2 separate regions of the Lactuca sativa genome follow, and region 1 is linked to region 2. The links are chromatin contacts, called in public Hi-C maps. All regions are on one chromosome and are shown on one strand. Each heading gives the region's core, a stretch centred on a gene start, on an enhancer-like site or on the middle of the called end of the contact. The rest is flanking DNA. Distances are from core to core; before and after follow the strand shown.

Region 1 (4,045 bases), core at 1,395-3,894, 130 kb after region 2:
CCAGGTCAGGAAATTATAATAGTATGGATGGTCATCTCCAAGAATAAGATTACAACACTTGATCACTCTAGATGGTCTTGTGAATTACGTTACTAGTGTGGGTTCATAACCCACATATGTAGATGAAACGGGATACCATATTCATCAAATACTCTAATGGCCCGAGTGCTTTTATGATTTTCACCAGCTAAGGAACCCCTAACGGTGTAGTCAAGTCCCTTCTAAATGATTTATCTTCTTGATAACTATAGAGTAGGGTCTATGAGGATTGATTGGGGTGGGTATGTATGGGAATGGGGTTTATAGATATCCAAATCAGAATTATATATATATATATATATATATATATATATATATATATATATGTGTGTGTGTGTGTGTGTGTGTGTGTGTTGTTTGGAAATAGATGGTTTTGTAGGGTTAATATATATATATATATATATATATATATATATATATATATATATATATATATATATATATATATATATTAACATTATGGGGTTGTAATCCCTATGTATCTTACCAGGTTTCCCAACTTGATCCACTTAGTTTGTATGTATCATATATATCAAGACTTCAGCCAGGAGAACTTGATTAGGATGCTGAATGATTAAGAGAAAGCCTGCATTGGTGTTCAGGATCATTAGGTCTTTACGATGTAACTTATGTATCAGTATTGATTATTACATCATTGGGATCTTATTTGAGACACTCTTGTACTCAAAAGATTTTTATATATCGGGATTTTCCGAAAATAAAGTATCATGATTTTTAAAGAATAAAAAAAGTTTCTTTTTGGTTCTGAAAAAATAGAGGATGTCACAGTAGGGGTGTTGTAAGACTACGATTTGACCAGTAGCATTCACTTGGGTTGAAATAGACCTGTTGGCTGAAATAAGCCGTTGCAGGAGTGATATATGACTATGATTTGACCCAGAGCATATCACTTGGGCTGAAATAGGTCGTATGGTTATGTATGTGGATATGTGTAGTATGTATTATCTTGGGGAACTCACTAAGCTTTGTGTTTACGGTTTTAAGTTTATATGTTGTAGGTATTTTATCAAAACATGCAAGAGCATGACATGATTGCACCACATCCGCTGGAGTTTCCGCACTATCGTTTTATGATACTCCGATGTCATGTTTAGAATACTATATTTGAAACTATGATGATATTTTATGAAATGGGTTTTTGTTGGTTTGATTTATGTAAAAATGAAAATTTTACTCTATATTTTGGGGACATTACACAAACTTTAGGTTTTGAGGCTTTGGAATGAGGTTTGATCTGTATTTTATGGCTAGGTGATTTTTAGGACCGACCTTTGCAATTAATCTCGTGCAGCTGGGGATTTCAGATTCTTTTGATGTGAGTTTCCTCACTATATCTCGTATGACATTATATATCCTTTGTATGGTAGGATATAGGTACTGTCAGAGTACAAATATGCTAGTTGACAAGGATAATCCTTGTTACATGTGTAGTTGTGAGACACTTGATGTCATGGTATGCTATAATAGTAGGGTCTTGCTTGTTTTCTTTGGATGATACTATTAGGTATCATGACTGGATAAGGCAATGGTAGTTTTGGTAGATCGTTGAGTGGATACTCTAGGGTTTATATGTGGTGTAAATGAGATAGCATGAGAACTCTTGGTCTAAACCGCGTTGCATGGTTCTTGTTTGATTTATTGCTTTTGGGTAGGATTATTTGTTTTACTATCTGTCTAATTCCCGACAATGTATGACAATGTATTCATAAGGCGATGATTAGTATTAGTATTGGCTTGGGTATGAATATTGTACGACTGGGAGTTGATGGTTATGTGGCGGTTGGGAGCCGGTGGTAGTTAGTGGATGAGAGCTAATAATGATATGATAGTAAAGTGTCAACAGTTGATACCTATGGTTAGTATGTATGTTTATATGTTTGTTAGGTTGGACCTACTGGGCTGGACTCGTTATTACTTGTATGCATTTTTTGTATGGTGGAATATGTGGCATACTATGAAACTCACTAAGGTTTTATGCTTACATTTGCGGATTTAATGTATTCAGGTTGTTCGTGGGAATGGGGCGACATGACTTTACAATCGCATCGAAGTTGCTTGGTTTCCGTTGTTTTGAAATTTAACTTTATTTAACATTATGGTTTTCAATTAATTGAATGATACCTTATGTTTATAGAAAAAGGTTTTAAAAGTCTAATATATTTTGAATGAAAATTTTGGTTTGAAATTGGAATGTTACAAACACCCTCTTAGCAATTAGCAAATGAAAACTAACGATAAGAACAAAAAATGACAATTCATGCAAGTTTTGGAAATTACATGGACTATAGTCATCAAAAAAAATTAGCAATACTAAGTTCATGATATTTGGTAAACCTATGTAAATTATTCTAATAATAATAATATTTATGTCAAGCTTTTTAACACATTGGTTTTATTTTATTTATTTATTTGTATAAAGGACCTTGATTATTATGGTATGTTTTTTGGTATTTTAGCGTGAGATAAAATTATAAAGGTATTAATTTGTGGGACGGAGTTATTATTTGCAAATCCTCAATAACCGAGGGACGATTTCTGTATCTTTGTAACTTTGTCTATTTAAAGTCTCCGAGCACCGCCTCTCCCTGTTCAATCATTTTCTCTCTCTTGCTATCACTCGTCTGATTCGCTCTTTTAACATTTCAAAAAGTTACACACAGATAAACAAAAGGACGAAAGCCAAAAGGAAAACGCGTATCAACTGGTTAAAGATCCGCATCATCATCGTCGTCGTCATTCTCTGAAACGGAAGATATTGATATTATGGGCATTGATTTTGATTTCGATTTGCCTTTGACAGCAATAATTCCCCATTTTTCATGATCCTGTTGCTCTGAACTACCCTTCGCTATCAACAAATTCTGGATTACATTTCCTCATATGTAAGTGGTATACTCACCCTCACTGTTTCGTTTCCCGATTAAACGACATTTTCATTTGTTCATATAGTCTGAGTGGAGTGATGAAAAGAGAAGAACTAAGATAGATTTGAATTTTAACGTCTCGTGATTCAAAATCAGTTGATTTTCGCGGTAAACAAACCAGATTTTGTTGGTGCGGTATATTAACGATGTGTTGATCCATACTAATATTTGAGTTTATTTTTAATAATGTTAATTGCTTACTTTGAAACTGCAGAATCTGAATTTGAGAAGCGGAAGTCGAGCTGTGCATCTGTTACTGTTACTTTATAGAAAGAATGGGGAAAACTGGAAGAGATTGGACTCAGATCTACGCAATCTACGGCATGGATGATTGGCAAACACCGGTGTTCCTCTTAATCCACGCGATCTTCTTCTCAGCGTCATCAGTCCTCTTTCTCATCTACTTTGATTGGATCTGTTCCTCCTTCGAGTCGATTCTCCCCGCCGTTTTTTCTACCGGTTTCGCTAGATTCGCTGCTGGTTTCACCGGCTCCGTTACGGCACTCTCCGGCGTATGCCTTTTTTACGCAGCCGGCAACATTTTTTACTCCTCCGTCGCACTTCGCTGGGACATGGCTCAGCGTATGGTCGGTGCTGTACACGACTGGTCCACCGTGAAAACAGCCCTAGACGTAGGATGCGGCCGCGGCATCCTTCTAAACACCGTCGCCATGCAACTCAAAAAAGAAGGAAGCTCAGGCCGAGTCGTCGGGTTAGATCGCAAGAACACGACGTTATCCACTCTCAGAACCGCCGGGATGGAAGGCGTCCAGGAGTATGTCACCTGTCGAGAGGGAGACGCGCGTAGGCTCCCGTTCCCGGACAATTACTTCGACGTGGTGGTGTCAGCCGGGTTTCTCCACACCGTCGGGAAGGAATTCGGTCAGAAAACAGCGGCGGCGGCGGCGGAACGGATGAGGGTACTCGGGGAAGTTGTCCGGGTGCTGAAAGGCGGTGAGATTGGAGTGATATGGGACCTGATCCACGTGCCGGAGTACGTTCAGCGGTTACAAGAACTGAAGATGGAAGACATCCGGGTCTCTGAGCGTGTAACCGCCTTC
Region 2 (3,820 bases), core at 1,136-3,635:
TAAATTGTGAAAAACTTTCTTATAAACAACATTGAAAGTTTTATTTGTGAGTCTACCATCTTTATCTATAATTAATAACTTTAATCCTTTCTACTTTCAACTCTAAATAAGGCAACATAGAAATGCTCATGTGAAAAAACTCGATCTTTGAGAAACAAACCAATCTTTGATAACGATTGTCCTTGACTTTTATTAATAGTCATCGCAAAACATACAACCAAAGGAAACTGTCTTTTTTTGAATTTGAAGGGAATTTTTTTCTTCTAATGGAGTTAAAGACATTCTTGGAATAAAAGTCTGATTTCCAATATTAGTTCCAGATATTATACGTGTCTCAATAACATGTTTGCCCAATGATATCACCTGTAGTCTTATGTCATTATATAAACCATTTTTCTGATCAATATTTCTCATTAAAATTACTGGAACACCAATTTTTAAAACTAACTTATGATTTGGTAGACCGGATACTTTGAGACCATTTAATACATCAGGAGAGTATACATTTGCATCAAACTGATCATGGACAAATTCGGACTCACATATGCTATCTGAACTTAAATATTCAACCTCATCTCCTGGAAATTTCTTAAGCAAACGATTGTTTATTTCCTGAACAACTTCATTCTTTGGAGCAAGTATCGCTCTTTCTTGGAAATAATTTGTACTGCTATACTTCTCCAAAATTGAAGGATATACAAACTCAATTAACTAACCTATAGGATCATCTGGATCATTAATGAGAATATCATCCGGAATATCGATAATCGTTTCATCGTCGTTCGGACCACCGAGTTTGCCTTCTCCTATATCCAATAGCCAATTTGCAAAATCTCTTATTTTTTCTGTATCAGATTGATCCCTTCTAACAATTAGCCTCATATTTTTTTTTTGTTAATCTATAGACTTTGCAATGTTGCCATAAATATGAAGAACTCAAAAAAGCATTAACAATGTTTTGTCTACTGCCACCCGGAACAACAGGTAGAAACTGTCTGAAATCTCCTCCAAAGACAATAACTTTCCCTCCAAATGGAATATTTGAGATGCTTGAATTTCCACACCTTAATACATCTTTCAAAGTTCGATCTAAAGCTTCAAATACATGCTTATGGACCATAGGTGCTTCATCCCAAATTATTAAAGAGGTTTTTCTTAATAAGCTAACCAACTCACCATCTGGATTTATTTTACAAACAAAATCCTCTATAAGTTCAAATGGAAGTATAAATCGAGAGTGTGTTGTTCTACCACCGGGCAATAATAACGAAGCAATACCACTTGAAGCAACATTTAAAACAATATTACCATCATATCTAATTGCTGCAGATATTGTCTTCCATAAAAAGGTTTTACCCATTCCACTATAACCATAAACGAAGAAGACACCTCCTCTATTTTCTTTAACAACACTCATGATGTTAAGTAAAATTTTACGTTGCTCATCTGTTAATGCAAGAAACATATGATCAAAGTCATTCTTTATAACGAGAATGTCGTAATCTAGCTCCTCGGAGATAAGTCGATTGTTTGAAGAAGAAACAGATTCAACATCTAGGTAAGGCATCTTTGTGAACTTTTTGAGAGTGGAGTTGTTTCGAAGTAAAATTTGTTCTTTTTCGAACAAAGTTAAGTTCTTAAGTTCATCTCCACCGAGTGATAAGTCTGCACCTTAAATATTAAATTATTTACAAAATATAAAAATATGATATTTAATAATTTTTTTAATAATTATTTAATGGGTGTTGAATAATAAAAAGATTTTTTTTAAATACTAATTAAGAAAAAAATTAATACCTGGAGACTTGAACCTTTGTCGTTGGTTATATAGAATTCCATCCGCCAAATATTCTCATGTATTTTCCCAAACGACCACTGGTTTAGACATACTATTACACATCAACAATGTAGCAAATAAGAAGTGTAGATAAAAACCAGATCCAGAATGGCTTGCTTCTTTAATTGCATTGATGTATTCCTTGTGATCATCTTATAACCCAAGTACATAACAAGCATCTCTAAAAGAAGAATGTGGTTAACCATTTACCGTGCGAATTTCATCAAATGACGTTGGACCTTTAACTTTATTTAAAAGAATCCTTAAGAAGTAAGCTTCACCAAGACTAGGTGAAACTAAATGAATTCTACAAATGGGTTTTCCTAATTTCCTTCGCTTCCAAAACCGACCATTTAATATCCAAACAAACTTTATAGGAAATTCAACATATGTAAGTTCTCGTACTTCGGTATCAATTGCATTACACTCCATCCACAATGTGAACTTCGAAGCAGCAACAGAAGGTTTGTCCAGAACATCGTCAATATCATCATCTTTGCCATATACAATTTGTCGTTGATTAGGAAGATAAAAAGGTAGTCTGACCATAGATGGATACCTGTAATGAACATCATATTTAAAAATTCACCATGATGCTTCACATGCAGATAAATATCTACAATCGTAATATTCAACTATTTTATCGACCACATCATTATTTTCACATTCATTGTTAGCTCGTACAACAGCAACTGTAGCTCTATCAAGACCCTTGTTTATGTATTTAAACAAATACTTTATAGAAGATCTTTGATTGCACCATTCAACATTAATATGTGCCTGATATATTTTCAATAGATATTTGTTGTATGGAACAACATTTCTATTATCCAACTTGACACCTGATTTTTCTACAAAATGACAATCGTTTCTTCGCCTATATAACGGAAAACCATTTTGATCAACAGACGAATGATTACAAAATTGTTTTGGAAAGTTTTTAGAGCACTTTTTATCCACCATGCATGGACAATTGATATTTTTAGCTCCACATGGACCATGAATCATAAACTCATTCACAAGTGAATACAATTCTGGATCTTCAGTTTTGTTTGGTATCTCAACGAAAATTATCGGATCGATAAATTCAACAGTTGGTAGCTTGTTATCAGAATGCATAAATAGACATATATGACTATGCGGCAAACCTCTCTTCAACTTCAACTACAAATCAACATCAAAACATATTGAAGGTCATATGATAACTAACCCTCCACTATGGAAAATACGATGATGAACATTAGTAGAAAAAAAAACCTCAATCAAAATCACGCAAATATCTATAAGAACAATTGTATATACAGTTTATTAGATAGATTTAGTCGTAAATGATGGACTTATATGGAAGGAATTGGAAATTTTTACAGAGAAATACTCAGGTCAACAACATTCGATGATCAAATAAACCACATATACTCCAGAAAACAACAAATAAGTGAAAATTTTCATGAAACTTACACAATCACTTGACTCTTCTGCCAACAACCACAAACAACTAAAACTGAAAACGAAAAAACAAAATATTCGAATGCGATCATCCATCCATACTTCATAATCAATCAAACAAAGAAGAGGAAAAAAAGAACTCACCTCAGGCTCAGGCTGTAAGACAAATTATTTGCACCAAGAACACACAAAGCTCGCAAATAATAGCGTTTGGAAATAAAACTCAGAAGCAAAATCATGGATACAAAATTGTATAGATCGTATAGTCGTATATATTTGGGTATGAATTTATTTTGACCAGATTTTTTGGGATTTAATCACTAGAAATTAATCAATTTCCAATTACAAAAACCAAACTTCCATATTTTATCGGATATCACCGATTTTGAATTTTGAATTACCGATTTTGAATATTATTTGCATATTTATATTTATTGTGTATAGGAATCGAAGACCATTTTGGTAAAATTAGTTTATTAAAAGAAGCGGGAAAATATGATTTTGAGGGGCTTGGAGATTGACACGTGACGAATTAGT

The links. A called contact is a pair of places that touch in the nucleus more often than the background predicts.
Region 1: a Hi-C map of leaf shows a contact between it and region 2, with 3 times the contacts expected there. The contact joins the promoter of LOC111878088 here to the promoter of LOC111878080 in region 2. A contact is called at or near these places in 3 of 4 Hi-C or Micro-C datasets (leaf and seed).

What each region holds. Positions count from the first base shown.
Region 1 is chr5:15,360,777-15,364,821 of Lsat_Salinas_v11, forward strand. It overlaps LOC111878088, which reads left to right and starts at 2,645. Exons shown (of 2, transcript XM_023874606.3): 1 at 2,645-2,942; 2 at 3,199-4,045. The coding sequence starts at 3,260.
Region 2 is chr5:15,230,721-15,234,540 of Lsat_Salinas_v11, forward strand. It overlaps LOC111878080 (ATP-dependent DNA helicase PIF1-like), which reads right to left and starts at 2,386. Exons shown (of 5, transcript XM_023874597.1): 1 at 2,048-2,386; 2 at 1,812-1,875; 3 at 921-1,671; 4 at 717-862; 5 at 193-578. The coding sequence starts at 2,386. The coding sequence ends at 193.